Linked DNA regions of Mus musculus: region 1 is linked to region 2. Evidence: chromatin contacts called from public HiChIP or PLAC-seq data. All regions are on one chromosome and are shown on one strand. Each heading gives the region's core, a stretch centred on a gene start, on an enhancer-like site or on the middle of the called end of the contact. The rest is flanking DNA. Distances are from core to core; before and after follow the strand shown.

Region 1 (3,784 bases), core at 347-2,846, 200 kb before region 2:
TTTTTGGTTTTATCTTTGTGATGCTATGTCCATAATAACAAGTATAAATTGTTGAGCAGTTACTGTGGTGGAACACTTAGCTTATACAGTCTAATTTATTTTCTATTATCTAACTCTATAAATTTATGAAGTATGTGCTCCCACCAGTTTAAAGAGTAATAACAGGCTTAGAGAGGTGTAGTGAGTTAACTAACGACTAAGGCCTTGAGTACTGAAAAGAATTTAAGCACAGGTCGCGCTGATTCCTCGTTTGTTTTTACTTCTGTTATACAGCCTCTAAGGCGCGCCTGACCAAGGACACTTGTGAACATACATTTTCTTTTCTTTCTTTTTTGAGGCAGGAGAAAACCAAATCTGCAAGAGCAATATAGGATTTTAACTGCTGAGCTATCTCTCAGGACCCTAAAACAAACAAACAAACAAACAAACAAAAAACCCCAGCCCTTTGAAGTATACAGTTCAGGACTGGAGAGGGGGTTCAGCAGTCAAGAGTATCCGTTGCTGTTTCAAAAAGCCCCAGTTCGATTCCCAGCACCCATATCAGGCAGCGCCTGCATTCGCAGGCACATGTCTGAACACACATAGGATTTAAAAATAAAATAATTACATATTGAAGATAAACCGTACAGTTCAGTGGCTTTCAGGATATCTGCCTCTGGGTAATTCCATGGCACTTACATTCCAAACATAATGCACTAGCCGCTATGTCCTAGTCTTCTGGAACTCCGATAAATCACTTATAAGCTTTCTAATTTCACAGATATCCCTGGTTTAGTCATTGCAAACAAATAGTGGCCTTTGCATCTGTTTCTTTACACCTGTTTTCAAGGCTAATCTATGTTGTATGTGTCAGTATTTTATTAGTGCTTTGCTTCTCAAGACAGGGTTTCTCTGTGTAGCTCTCTCTGGCTATCCCAGACTTGTTTTGTAGACCAGGCTGGCTTCAAATTTACAGAGATCGTCCTGCCCCTGGCTCCCGAGTACTGGGATTAAAGGCGTGTGCCCGGCTGGACAATTTTTGGTCTTCCTCCTCAGTTTCCTAATTTACCTGGAATTGATTACAGGTGAGGGGACACCATGCCGGCTTTATTACGGGAGTTCTAGACGTTATGTATTCAGGATACTAGTTCCTCATGGTCACAGATTATTTTATATATTCCATTGAGTGTTTTTACGAACTTTAAGAAGCAGCACCAAGGGCTGGTGAGATGGCTCAGTGGGTAAGAGCACCCGACTGCTCTTCCGAAGGTCCGGAGTTCAAATCCCAGCAACCACATGGTGGCTCACAACCATCCGTAACGAGATCTGACTCCCTCTTCTGGAGTGTCTGAAGACAGCTACAGTGTACTTACATATAATAATAAATAAATCTTTAAAAAAAAAAAAAAAAAAAAAAAAAAAAGAAGCAGCACCAAATAAACGCAGGCGAAGAGAAAGAAAGGACAGAGGAATGACGCTCCACAATTCTAGCCAAACCTGCAAATCCTGGGCTAACAGGGGTCTGAGTTTCCTGGCTTCGGAGCTTACTGGCCCCGCCCCCCGCCCTTTGACCCGCGCCGTTTCCGGTTGGAGACGTGGCTTGGGGCCGCCATCTTGGCAAGAGGCGAAGCGGCGGAGGCTCCTGTCAGGGGCGGCAGGTCCGGAGCGGCCAGAGCTCCGCGTCTCTGGGCAGCAGCCCGAGTCCCCGCAGAGCCAGAGCGCGGCGCAGCGCGCCCCACCTGCGGCCTCACCATGGTAAGCGCCGAGCCGGGTTCCCTCGCCACGTCCTCGCCGGCTGGGCCGGGACCGCAGGAGCCGCGCCCGGAGCCCTGCTGTCGGCCCAGGCTTGGCACGGCCTCCCGGAGTCCTAGAGCGAAAGCTGCCGCGCCCACCTAGCCTCCGCCGGCAGCGCCGCCACGTCCGCCCGCCCGCCACTCGGGCTGGTGGTTGTCGCGCGGGTCTTCCGTCCTCAGGTCCCGCCGGTTCCCTGCGAGCTCCGGAACCGCAGGGCTGGAGGCTGGGCCTGTCCGCCGCTTTTCGTCCTCTTGTCACCACGCCTCAAAGCTTTTCTTCTCCCTCCTCCACCTCTTAATTGAAAGGGGGAAGTAGAGGCAGTGCGGAAATGGTAACTTCGGGCGCCCGTTTGAGGGACCCCGGTGTCCCCGTAGCTACCCTGTGCTAGGGTAGCGCGTACGTGTCTTTGGCAGCGAGGCTGGTGCAGAGTGTATATAGAACGTAGAGAAACGGAGTGACAGCACAGGGTTTCTGTCTTTAAGGGACCGACCGTTTTGGTGGAGTGACAGGAGTGTGGCTTACTGTAATCACAGCTGTTATGTGGAATAGGAGAGGTGGGCTGTGCTTGGGGACTCTGATGCCAGCGGAGCTTATTTCTCTATGAACTCATCTGTTACCAAGATAGGAGAGGTTATTTGTAGGTGAGGGTAGGAGAAAGCAGAATTAACTCCACCAGATCCTCCTTAATCGACTGAAATCTGAATATTCGGGAATAAGAGGAGATCCTTAGATCTAGTAACTTTTGAAGAATTTTTAAAGGTGCTTTGAAAGCATACCTAAGTAACATGACTGACTCTCTTGGTACTTGTCCTATTAAGTTCTACTAACAACTCTTTTGATAAGAATTTGGTTAGAGGAGAAATTCATGTTTGGTCTTTAAACCACAGAAAGTTTCTTTTCCAGCCTCAGGTGTATAAAATTTACATCAAGTAGGCTTGCCTCCCAAAATTTGGTATTAGACATAAAATTTCCAAAACCTCATATACCGACCCTGAGCCCCAATTCCATGAGTTGATGTTGTTGTTGTTATTGTGTATGTTTTTTCTTTTATATTTTAAGATGTTTTTATTTTATGTATATGAAGTTGTGTGTCTGTGCAATACCTGAAGATGGTATTGGATTCCCTAGAACTATAGTTATGGACACTTATCAGCCTCCCTGTGGTACAGGGATTCTAACCTACGTCCTATGCAAGAACAAGAAGTACTCTTAACTGCTGAGCCATACCTCTAGCCTCCATTTTTTTTAGTTTTAGAGAAAAGGTTTCTCACTATGCTGACCTGGCTGTTCTGAAACTCATTCTATTGACCAGGCTTCCCATCACTAGAATTAAAGGTGTGCACCTACTCTTTTACGTTTTAGGGAGTGTTCATAGTTTATGTTAGAGTGTGTAATTTTAAAACTAACATTAGAACCTTATGGAAACAAAAGTCCAGATAACCTTTACCAAAATCTAGTTTGTTAAAATGTTCTTGGAACTTTTAATATTTTAAATTCGTTGATAATGGAGGAATATGTCAGACTTGGTGGTACATGTCTTTAATTCCAGCACTAGGGAGGCAGAGGCAGGCAGATATTTGAGTTTAAGGCCACCTTGGTCTACAGATTGAATTCCAAGACAGCCAGGGGTACACAGGGAAACCCTGTCTCAAAACAAAATGAAAGATTGTTGTGAAACAGTAAAGCTCTAGGTATTCCATGGTAATGTGTGTATACATATACATGTGTGCATATATGTGTAAACTTTTGTATGTGTGCATACAAATATTTTTGTTTGTCCTTTTGATGTGAATACATATTCATATAGCTGTGTCCTATATTTCCGAATACAATACGACACTTAGCATGATCCAGATACGTACAGACTCCTGTGTCATGGAGAGCAGTTATCTCAGCATATTCTACTCTGTCAAGTCAGAGGCCTGCTTGGTAGTACTTCTGTATGTTTTTGGGCCCTACTTAATTACAGAAAAATCACTGTACCATAGAGTTATATCAAGTGGGGTGAAAT
Region 2 (3,659 bases), core at 652-3,151:
CTGAACAGCAGAGCCATGTAAGCTAAGAGCCAGGAAAGCTATAGACTCTAGAGTAATTGGTCAGATTTATATATAGAATATATCAAGAGCTCCACTAAAAAAAATAATAAAATAAATGAACTTGAACGGTTCACAAAAGAGGAAACATATTGTGCTAAAAGACACGTGGGAAAAAGTTCTACTTCAGTAGTAACAAAAGCAATGCAAATTTTAAAAAACCCAGGTACCACTTTCATCTATACAACTTGTACAAAAATTTTAAAAAGAAGAAAGAAAAATGAATATCCAGTAGCAGGAAGCATGAAGCCCAGTGACCTTCCTCATGCAGTGCAGTGGTCTTCCTCATGCAGCCCAGTGACCTTCCTCATGCAGTGCAGTGACCTTCCTCATGCAGTGTAGTGGTCTTCCTCATGCAGCCCAGTGACCTTCCTCATGCAGTGCAGTGACCTTCCTCATGCAACAGTGACCTTCCTCATGCAGCGCACCTCTGTGAGTTTGAGGCCAGCCTGGTCTACATAGTAAACTGTCTCAAAAGAAAAATAAAAGTGGACCCTGGAAGGAAACTCAGGTCTCCAGCTGTGGAGACATGTTTATCCATGAGCTCTCTCATCCCCTCTCAAGGATCCCCATATCATGAGAAAATGCTGCTTTTGTTGTTTGTTTGTTTTGTTTTGTTTTGTTTTGTTTTTTTGAGATAGGGTGTCACTATGTAGCACTTGGCTGGCCTGGAACTCACAACACAGATCAGGCTGTCTTCAAATTCATGGAGATCCACCTGTCTCTATCTCCAGGTACTGGGACTGAAGAAATGTGCCATCCTAGCCACCGAGAAAATATTTTTTATAAAAAGATTCATTACTTTTTTAAACCATGCATATGTGGAGAGATATGCACATATGTGTCTGGGTGTTTATGGAAGCCAGAAGAAGGTGTCAGATCTCCTGGAGGAGGAATTACCGTTGCTCACGAACCTTTGCTGTGGAGGCGTGAACTGAACCCCGTCCATCCTCTGAAAGAATAGTGAGTTGTCTTAACCTCTAGGCCAGTCTCCAAGCCCACGAAGAAGCTTATAAACAGCATTAAGCAAAACCAAACAAACAAACAAACAAAAGCCCCACCAACAGTTATACAAAGCTCATATCAAAAACAACAGGAAAAGAAGGCAACTGAGCTTGATCTGTTGTTCATTGGTTTGGTTTTGAGACAGGTTTTACTCTGTATCCCAGGCTAGTCTGGAATTCATTATATAGCCTAGGCTATCTTCAAGCTCTTGGCAATCCTCCTACCACAGACTGCCAAGTGTTAGACTACAGGCATGTACCACTGTATCATGTCTGGATGACAAGGGTGCATCACCATGCCATGGCAGGCTTTATTGTTATTGTTTAACATTATTCTTTCAAATTTAAAAATAGCTATTTCAAGTATATGAGCCTTTTACCTGCACTTGTGTACCTGGTGCCTGCAGCGGTCACCAGGTCTTCACTGTTGCTGCTGTTTGTTTGTTTGTTTGTTTCAAGATAGAGTTTCTCCATGTAGCTCTGGTTGTCCTGGAACTCGCTCTGTAGACCAGGCTGACTTCGAACTCAGAGAGCTCTCTGCCTCTTTCTCCCAAGTGCTGGGAATAAAGTCATTCATCACCACAGCCTGCCTAAAAGTAACTTTTAAAAAAAATCGCTGTCCTTTTTCCTGTCTGTAGATTAATATAATGAAGTCCTCTTTTTGATTTGGACCAAGAGTTAAATCTTAGGATAACAGTTAAACTTGTCATTCCTGCCCAGTAAGGCCCCACACTCTGGCCTGGGTTGCTGTGTCTTTCTTTAGATCCCCTGTGAAGAGCTTTCTCTATTGACAACCATGGAGAGTCAGGTGGGGTTTCATTCAGGCTGCGAGGAGGAACGATAACCCCAGAAACAATAAAAACAAACTCACTGTTGCTATGAACTTCTAGCACCAGTTCACAAATAATACAAAAGCACCCTCCCCCCCCCGCCCCTCCCTCCCGCACCTCCCCAACTTCCGGTCCTGTCTGATGAGGGAGAGGAAAGTCAGTAAACCCAAAAGTGCCAGAAGAGGATTGTGCCGTGACAAACAGGGAAAGGACCGAAGGAACAGGCCTGAAGGCTCACGGGGACCTAACAGATCTAGCGGAGGCACCAGTGAGGTGGCTGGCCTAAGGGAAGCCTCTAAAGGGAGCTCCTAATGAATTTAAAGACAGGTAAAGGTTAAATGGCAAATAGCGGTTAGAATTCTGAGCACACTAAAAAGCATGACCAACATTAAAATATTACATAGCTTTCCTTTTAGTCCAGTGTGTGTGTGGTGAGTTTGAGGAAGTAAAGAGGGCTGATATTTCGAGGAGTGATGTCAGCTGAGAGTAGAAAGTGAGACGGAGGTTACGTAAGTGGTCAGGAGCTGGTGCAGCCAGTAACACTCATACCCTGTCAGCATGAGGGCCTGAGTCCAGGCTCAGCGCCCACACAAATGCCAGGCTGTAGAGAGAGAATATAAAAAAAAATAGCTCAATGCCAGCCTTTGTCTTCCACTGGTGTTCACATGCCTAAACACACACACACACACACACACACACACACACACACACACACACACACGACACAGACATAACTTGCAAAAGTTAGGTCATATTAAGGGGAGTGTCACCCAGCTAGGCTCATAAGGGGAATGTCACCCAGCTAGGCTGGCTTTGTTGCACTGGGAAAGGAACCCAGAGCCTGTGCCCGCCAGACAGGTGGCCTACTACTGAATGGCATCCCAGCCTGGGTCCCCATGTCCCTGAAGGAATTTGGGTAAGGGTGTAAACATCTGTATTTTCCCTTGTAGGGACTTTTACCCAGATATGTGAGGATCTAAGAAGAAATAGAAAAAGAAAGAATCGTTACCATAAACAATTTTAAACAAATACAAGAGAAGTCGCAATACAATTATGGCCTGGCACGCGCTTGTCACCAGAAGAACAAAAGCAAAAGTATAACTTTAACACACTAAATATTCAGAGAATTTCCCTTCCTTCAACTTTTTAATTAATTAATTAGGATGGGGTCTTTCTACATAGTCCTGACTGTCCTGAAACTTACTACATAGACTAGGTTGGCCTTGAACTCATAGAGATCCACCTGCCTTGGTCTCCCTAGTGCTGGGATTAAAGGTGTGCACCACCATGGCCAGCTGTGTTAATATTCTTAAATCCAGGGCTCTGTGGCTTTCGTTTTATTTTACTTTTCAGGGTTTTTGTTTCTTTGTTGTTTTGTTTTGTTTTCAGACAGGGTCAGACCAGCCTTGAATTTAAGTTCTCTGTGTCTCTGGCTCCTAGCCCTGGGTACTGTCTCAGGCTCTATCTTTGCTTTATTACAGGAGGCCCAGAGTCAAAGGAGATATTTTTCATTTGCACGGTCAGCAGGTGACTCGCTAAGAACACGTTCAACTGCCCCTCAGTTCCAGCAGTAGTGTACCCTGTACCCATTGCTTCACAGAGAGGCCCAGTGGCTTGGTAAAGTTTGCTCTCTAGTTTGACTGTTGGAATTGATGTTATTTTTGTAAATTGACATTTTTTTTGGTCAGTTTCTAATTTCACAGTGGTGTTTGACATCACTTTTCTCGTCTCCTCTCTTCCCATTTGCTCTGCAAGAGCGTTACAAAGG

Evidence for each region. HiChIP or PLAC-seq counts read pairs in DNA pulled down with a chosen protein or histone mark.
Region 1: an H3K27ac HiChIP or PLAC-seq map of microglia shows a contact between it and region 2, with 5 times the contacts expected there. The contact joins the promoter of Arcn1 here to the enhancer-like site in region 2. A contact is called at or near these places in 4 of 115 datasets of contacts at active chromatin or transcription factors (CD8 T cells, bone marrow-derived macrophages, effector CD8 T cells and 1 more) and 3 of 9 other capture datasets (adipose tissue, liver and pancreatic islet).

Annotation. Positions count from the first base shown.
Region 1 is chr9:44,765,620-44,769,403 of GRCm38.p6, reverse strand. It overlaps Arcn1 (archain 1), which reads left to right and starts at 1,596. Exons shown (of 10, transcript NM_145985.4): 1 at 1,596-1,734. The coding sequence starts at 1,732.
Region 2 is chr9:44,566,538-44,570,196 of GRCm38.p6, reverse strand. No RefSeq gene overlaps it. Among named protein-coding and RNA genes, the nearest start is that of Ddx6, 37 kb to the left of the region's middle. Within about 2 kb of position 1,901, at least 172 of the 459 cell types and tissues checked have an H3K27ac peak or open chromatin away from gene starts, as enhancers often do. A contact at or near this core is called in CD8 T cells, adipose tissue, bone marrow-derived macrophages and 2 more, where this site is marked.